2 separate regions of the Rattus norvegicus genome follow, and region 2 is linked to region 1. A link is a contact called in public Hi-C data. All regions are on one chromosome and are shown on one strand. Each heading gives the region's core, a stretch centred on a gene start, on an enhancer-like site or on the middle of the called end of the contact. The rest is flanking DNA. Distances are from core to core; before and after follow the strand shown. Region 1 holds the start of Negr1 (neuronal growth regulator 1). Region 2 overlaps Negr1 (neuronal growth regulator 1).

Evidence for each region. A called contact is a pair of places that touch in the nucleus more often than the background predicts.
Region 2: a contact with region 1 is called in a Hi-C map of the A7r5 cell line, with 4 times the contacts expected there. The contact joins the enhancer-like site here to the promoter of Negr1 in region 1. A contact is called at or near these places in 6 of 12 Hi-C or Micro-C datasets (the A7r5 cell line, Schwann cells, frontal cortex and 3 more) and 1 of 1 datasets of contacts at active chromatin or transcription factors (oligodendrocytes).

What each region holds. Positions count from the first base shown.
Region 1 is chr2:248,281,510-248,285,190 of GRCr8, reverse strand. It overlaps Negr1 (neuronal growth regulator 1), which reads right to left and starts at 1,715. Exons shown (of 7, transcript NM_021682.2): 1 at 1,471-1,715. The coding sequence starts at 1,628.
Region 2 is chr2:248,361,944-248,365,624 of GRCr8, reverse strand. The region is part of intron 1 of Negr1 (neuronal growth regulator 1); the gene reads right to left. Among named protein-coding and RNA genes, the nearest start is that of Negr1, 80 kb to the right of the region's middle. Within about 2 kb of position 1,889, at least 1 of the 93 cell types and tissues checked has an H3K27ac peak or open chromatin away from gene starts, as enhancers often do. A contact at or near this core is called in the A7r5 cell line, where this site is marked.

The DNA.
Region 1 (3,681 bases), core at 466-2,965:
ATTACTTTTGTGTTCTCAAGACAATTAACAAAAAATAATATGTCCTTAAAACAAGGTATTAACATGTATTAGAACTGATCTGTGTAACTGGCCTCAAGAACAATTAAAAAGCTTTAAGTCATACCTCAAACCTACATCATTAAATTTAAAACGTTGCCTGCTTCAATCATAAATAAGCATTCTTCCCCACCTTAGACATGCATGTATTATACTGGCTTCATGTAATCTGTACTCATAAGCAAACTACCACCCAGTGGAGAGAGCGAAGATCTTTCAGGGAGATTGGCAAAGCAAACCAGGTTGGGAGGGGTAGGTGGTTCTATGGGAAGTGAAGGAGTAAGGCAGGGCAGGGAACCCTGTTTAGCTCTTAAGTATTACTGGTCATCAATTTATATCTAATTGGAAAGGAAATCTTCCCTGGGCACACTTAGCAGTGTGCTTTCTGGGAAAACAGGTTGGGGGGTGGGTCCTTTCACGACAAACACTCTGTCCACACGCTCAGCTCAGTGAAAATAGAGGAAAACAAGAGGGAAAACTAAAGAGAGAAGAGGAAGGGAAGTGTGTGGGGCGGGGGCGTTCACGTGTGTGGTGAGTGTGGAGTTCACCCTTTAAACACTGAGGGAGAATCTGAGTGTGAAGTGTTCCTTACAGGAGGGAAGTGCCAGTGTGTGAGAGGACAGAAGAGCTGAGAGGGAGTGTGCTCATAAAATCGAGATTTATGGGATTTGAAAATGGTACTGGACCTTCAGTGTGGGTGTGACAGAAAAGTGCATGGGAGGCAAAGCTAAAGACAGATGAGGGTCTGGGAGGGGAAGACCGGGGCTATGGTGAGGAACAAAAATTAGTGGAAAGGGAAATCTGGAGAAACGGGGAATAAGGAATGACAGGACCTAAGGTGAGGGCAAAACAGTGGAAAAGGAATAGAATAGGGGTAAACAGGAGACAGGAGGCAATGGGGTGACTGAAGAGGGAGTTGGACAAACTGGATAGGGGAAGGAGGAAGAGAAAAACAAGGAAGGAGAATAGCTACAAGAGGGGGAGAAAGCTGAATGGAATATTTGGATCTTACTGTTCAAGTGAGAGGGAAAATAAATGGAGCACAGAGCCAGCAGTTGAGAAAAGTCGCTTACGGAGTGAAGCAGAAACAAGCCCTGTAAACTTGTCAGACTCCTGGAGTACTGCTGGCAGCAGAGCGGAGACCCAGCTACAAAGTGGCACCTGCCCCTCCTTCAAACCCCATACTCCCTAACCCCGGGCAGCCTAGAAAGCTTTCCCTCTCTCCCTAATCCAACCAGTCCCCTGCCCCGGGGTCCGGGAGCCCGGGAAGGGTCATGCGTGGCTAGCCTGAGGTGTGGTGTTTTTGCTCGTGAGCAACAGCAGGATTCACGCTCGCAGTAAAGCAAGGTGCAGAGAGGGAAAGGGACGGAAAGACAGACTGAGGCAAGTGTGGAGAGGGCGCGCGGTCCCTACCTGAGCACCGCCGTGTCACCTTTCCTCACCAGCATGTTGTCCACGGCCGCCCAGGGGAAGTCCACGCTCTGCCCAGCCGGGAGGCAAGAGCACAGGCTCAGAAGCACCGCCGCCAGCCACTGGTTCGAGCAACAAGCGCCCTGCGCCAGGAGCACCATGTCCGTGCCTGCCAGGCTGCTCGCTCTCCGGCAGCGTCGGCTCCCACCCCCTGCTGCTGGCGAGGCTGCCCGATAACCAGGCGGCGCGCCACACGAGATTTTTTTTCCTCTTTTCCTTTTTCTGAGTGGGTGGGTGGGTTTCTTCTCTTTCTCGCCCCCTCCCTAGTTGTCGGGCGTAGTTTCCCTCTTTCCCCGGCCTCGCCTCCTTTCTGCTTCTCTGCAGCTTGCCTTCCCTCCCTCCCCTCCCGCCCCCTGGCACCGCGCTCCACCTCCTTCGGGGCGCCGGGCCGCGTCCGGAGCGTAGCTAATCCCTGGCGGCCGCACACCGTCCTGCGAGGCGGCGAGCAGAGCGCGGGAGGCGGCGCAGGCAGCGCGGGGCGCAGCAGCGGCCGGCGGCCCCCGGGCTCGCGCGCGTTGCCAAGCGGCCGTTTCCGTAGCAACCCCGCCCGGGGATGGAGGACCAAGCTGGGAGGGGGGCCGAGAAGCGAAAGAGATACATCAAAAAGAGGGAAGGAGAGGGACAGGGAAGCTAGGGCGACTGAGGATACGCCGAGGTCTAGTCCGGCTTGACAGCACGAGCTAGAGAGCTTTGCGAGCCGCGGGGCTGGGAAGTCAGGGCATGGGGGCCAGGCCGGCCCTCCGGTTCTTTCAGCTCCCCGGGCCCCCGACTTTAAAGTGCTCAAGTTGGGGTCGGCGCCATCATGACGCCCAAGACTGTGAGTGAGTTGGCTTTTTTGTTGTTGTTGTCTTGTTGTATGGGTTTTTTTTTTTTTAATCCTGACTAGCTAGTAGCGCTGTTAAGAAACTGCCAGCTAGCCTCTCTCTCTCTCTCTCTCTCTCTCTCTCTCTCTCTCTCTCTCTCTCTCTCTCTCTCTCTCTCTCTCTCTCTCTCTCTCTCTCCCCTCTCTCTATCCTCCCCTCCCTTCCTTATTTTTCTTTACAGTGCTTATGTCTTTTCACCCTCTTTTGGAGATGAGCGGGGATTGTGGCAGCACTGCCGCTCTGCGGGAACACTATTCAGGCCTGCGGACCGAAAGCTAGTGCGTGTGTGAGTCCGCCTGTGCGAACTGGAGAACGCCTGCCCTTCTCTGTGCGTCTTGATTCTAACTTGCGCATGAGTGTGTGTGAGCGTGTGGTGTCAGCACAGAGTGTGCACTTGTGAGAGGGAGACAGTGTACAGGGCGCGTGCGGGGCCCGGGAGCGCGCGACACGCAGGCGCAATGGGAGGGATGGGCGGGCCTTGCTGGGATGCAGAGTTGGAGGAGGCTGCAATCAGTGTTTTAATTGTGTGGAGCTAGGCGGTTCTGTTATGTAAGAGGCAGTTTAACCCATTTGAGCCTATTGGGCGGAAGACTCGCGCATTAGGTTGAAGCCAAGGCATTCCTCGGCTTTAAGGAGTCCCTGTGTATTATTTTTTTTTTCACCGACTACCAGCTGGGTTGAACCTGCCTCCTTTGAGCAGTAACCTCAACCCCTCAAGCTGCAAGCAGTGCCCTGGCCGTCTGCTAGCCGACGCCCAGGTCAAGGCAAAACTGGGTACAAAGCACAGGGTCATCCCATAGTCCACTCTCCCCCCCCCCCCACTCCGCCCCCTTCTGGCACTCATTTTTAGCATTAAGATCCTAGAGCTCTTCCAGGCGATTTGCAAATCAATGAGAGAATCTGAATCCAGAACAGCGGTTCCAGTGCCCGTGAAGAGTTTGGGAAGCTGGTGGTTAGAAATAACTTACCCTCCCCACTTGGTCCACCCCCCCCCCCTCCTGCCAGTAGTGGTATTTACAAAACACATTCGTCTTTCACTGATGCTCATTTGAACTCCTTCTTTCTCAACGCCTGCAGGGCGCCGCAGTAGAGCGCACTGAAGCAAGGATCTCTGCAGGGGTCAGCATCCGGCTTCCTCCCCAGACTGAGTTCTTGATGAGGCAGGCAGGAGTCGTAGTTGTTGGTGGTACCCAGGGTGGCTTTTTGTTTTTTATTTTTATTTATCACAGTGTCTTAAGGATAGATGGGGTAGGGCCAACAACTCACATCGCCCGAGACCACCCAAACCGAC
Region 2 (3,681 bases), core at 640-3,139, 80 kb before region 1:
TCCATAGAAGGATCACATTCTTTCTGCAGGTCTGACTACACACCTCCCCGACAAAGGCCAGTAACAACTACTCAGTGACTGATCACTGGCTGGGTTGGTGACTCTATAGGCGATCACATACAGAAAAGCAGGCTTTGTGCCACCTAACTGGCATTCCTCCATTTGATGAATCTTCCATTCAGCAGAGAAAAGTGACAGAGGCTCATAAGCAAATGCTGTGGCCCATGGGAGAGGAGGGACAGAAAGGAAGCAACATTCAGTCACCTGATGTAACAGCCCTACCTGAGACTTCAGGGTCCACAGTTGAAATGTGTACTACATGTTCACTCCCTCCACACTTTCCAGCTTTGCTAATCCCCACAGGTTTCTTCCACTATATTCTAGCATTAAGAAAACATTTCCTTTTGACTCAGTCTAGTAATTATCTAGAATATTTTACTGATAAAGAAAACAGGCACAGCAACCAAATAACCTACATGCAAATAAGACATGTGACTTCCATTTTCAGACATAACCATGTCTGAATAAATGATTCTACACCTTGTCTATCTCATTACATTAATCTGCTTCTTGGCTTTTATATTTCCGTGTTTAAAACTGGATTGATTAACGGTATAGCTTTCTCGTCATTTTAAGAGAAATGGCTTGTAAAGTAAGAGTAGAGGTTTGATGCGATGACTCCGTAAACCATTCTGCCTACAGAGTGTTTGCAGTGGTCTTCTCAAATCATCGACACACACGCAGGCTCCCCATACCTGACGCGCGATATGTCTCTCACAACTTGTGGTGACAGCATTCCTGCATCCACTTCAGACGGTTTTAGTAACAAGCACATACACCATCAACATATAGGTTCATTTGCTTTAAACTTTTATGTAAGCTGTTTTTAAGTCTTCACAAGTTTTTATTACACTTTATTATGTGTTTGTTTGTATGTGTGTGTCCAAGTGCACATACACATACCACAGGGTGAGTAGAGGTCAGAGGACAACACTCAGGGGCTGGGTCTCTCCTTCTACCACATGGGCTGTATGGACAATGCTTCAGACTTACGAGCCTGGAGTCTTCACCCTCTGAGCCTTGTCTAAGGCCATATGTTCCTTTTTAGCTCACAAAATTTTTCTCTGTGGCTGAAAGTTCAATAATGAGATCTTAAAATAAAATTTCTGTCTTTCAACTATTCTGTTGAGACCAGAACATGAAAACCAGAAGAAAAGATAAGAAAGAGAGGGGAAGGGCTAGGAGGGGAAGAAGAAAAAGGAGCTGGGAGTGCAGCTGTTCTCCGTGGTTGGTTTTGGTCATCACAGGGAGCAGGAACTCCCTCCCTGCCTCTTCCAGTAAGAAAGAACCATGATACCTGCATACAAACACTATACAAGAAACATCTCTAAAGGGGGTTCTAGCATCCTCTTTTCTTCTGATTACACCCTGACTCACATTCAGAAGATCATTTTATAAAGAATTTTCTTTCACAATAAGAGGCAAAGGCCACCTTTAAAAAGAATAACACCGGAGAAAGGACCTTTTCACCTTTTTCATATCTCGCATCTCAGACTGCCTTGGTCATAGGAGATGGGGCATGAGGAGGCCCCAGGCAACCCCCACAGTAACTGGTGACACAGGCCAGAGGCTCTCCTCCTCTGCCAATTTTCAGGAGCCACTATCCAGCCCTGTGGTTTCTTGGGAAATCCTCCGTGAAGATTGCTCTGCTTATCAGTCAGTGCAGATATGACTTTATGACACTCGAAATTATAGAGTTTGCTTGTTTTATTTTGAGAAGGTGCATTTATAAAATGGTTTTGGAGCACTACAAATATTTTATTTAAATGGGTGACTCAAGCATGTTGGTTTAAATTAAACCACATGCTTGGGATATTTGTGGAGCAGTGTGAGGACTATATTTTATGAAAATGCTGGGTGCTGAGCAGAAAAATTTAATCTGGAGGGCACTTGTCCTCAGTCACGCGCAACAAGATGTATTAGCCCTGAATGGCTGCGGCAGCATACAAGTTTCTTTAATTTTCTGAACCAAGATTGTAAAAGTCACGAAAGAGACTCCCACCAGTGGTGGCAAAAATGTACTCAGAAACAAAGAACAATTAATCCACTGTGAAAGAGTGGTTTTGGCAGACAGTGAGACATATCTCGGTATCATAAAGCTTAAACAGAGCATTACAAAATATGGATTCTTTTTCCTTCTTAAAATTTTAAGAGAACTGATTCGGTATACCTCCCCCAAATAAAAGGTAATGATAGTGCTAATTGCAAATTTTAAAAAATGTAAATTACAGTCTAGGAGGGCATACACATACGTCTCCAAGAGACATTTCCTAGCAGCGATTCGGTAAGGAGAATAATATTTCTCTTAGGAAACTAAAATACTAATTAAGCTTCAGACATTGCACCTATTACTGCTGTTACAAAAGATGGGGCACTGCCAGGTAAGAGCAGTGTGGAGTTTCCCCGGGTCCTTCTCCTGACCTACAGGTCTCCTCAGACTGAGCTTTTCACAAATGCGTGGAGACTCCACCTTGCATGATGGGATGGTTCCCACTCGGTCAAAAGTCCTACTTTGTACAGCACCTTGACTTCCACACTGCGGATACAGAATTGGTGTTTTGTTACAGCTCTCAGCACACTTTCTTCACCCTGTATACTAGTGTTTATGTAACTATGTAACTATGACACACTGTGGGAATTTTCTCTTCTGGTGTTGTCTATTACATGTTCTGTGTGCCTTGTGTGTCTATGTGGGTGTCTTTCCTATGTTTGGGGACATTTTCTTCTCTGATCTCCTTGAAGATCTGGTGTATACCTCTGACCTGGGAATCCTCTCCCTCATCTATGCATATAATGAAAAGGTTTGTCCATCAGCCTTAATTTTGCATTCTTATGGGCGTCACTCAGCTATTCATCCCACCCTACCCCTGCCCTGAGCTCTATCCCGATTTCAGTGTGCTCTTTCTTTGCATTTTCTTTAAACTCCTTGAACTCTTTGACCATGTGTCTGTCTTGTAAAATTCTGTGTCCTGGTGTTCACCTAGGTAATCCTCACTGGAAAATATTCCTACCAGACAGAGAGCTTCGGAGAGGAGACACTGGCTTGAATTTTCCATTCTTCGTATCTTTAGGATGAGATCTGGGTATGTGGGCTTCTTTTATCATTTCTCAGTCTGATATGGACACCAAGTTGGCACAGAAGAGGGGATGTGTGGGTAGATTGGGCCTAGAGGTTTGAAATGGCTGCATGGAAAAAAAGTTACTTGGTCAGAGAGGGATGGATTGGTATGGAGGATGTATGTTTTCTCAAAGTTTGGATGGTAGGCAAAGATCTGTCTGGATGGGGAGATTATATGTGGCCTGGGAAGGACCTATATGTTGGGAGCAGGTAAGGTAGGTCCTGAAGGAAGCATAGGGGTTGGCTACAGTGCAGGTTATGGTGACCAGGATCAAACACTGACTGTGAAACTCAGGATAGATCTGGCGGGTTGGAGAAGGTGTGTGGCTGGAAACATTAGACTCAACAGGCTAGACCCTACAGAAAGGTGTGGACTAATTGGTTGAGTGGAGAAGGCAAATGTGAATCAGATGCAGCATTTATAATAGCCCTCAGTATCTTGTGATTCAAAATGGAAAATAAACGGACAATGATACTCGATGGAATTTGTGGCTGATGCCACA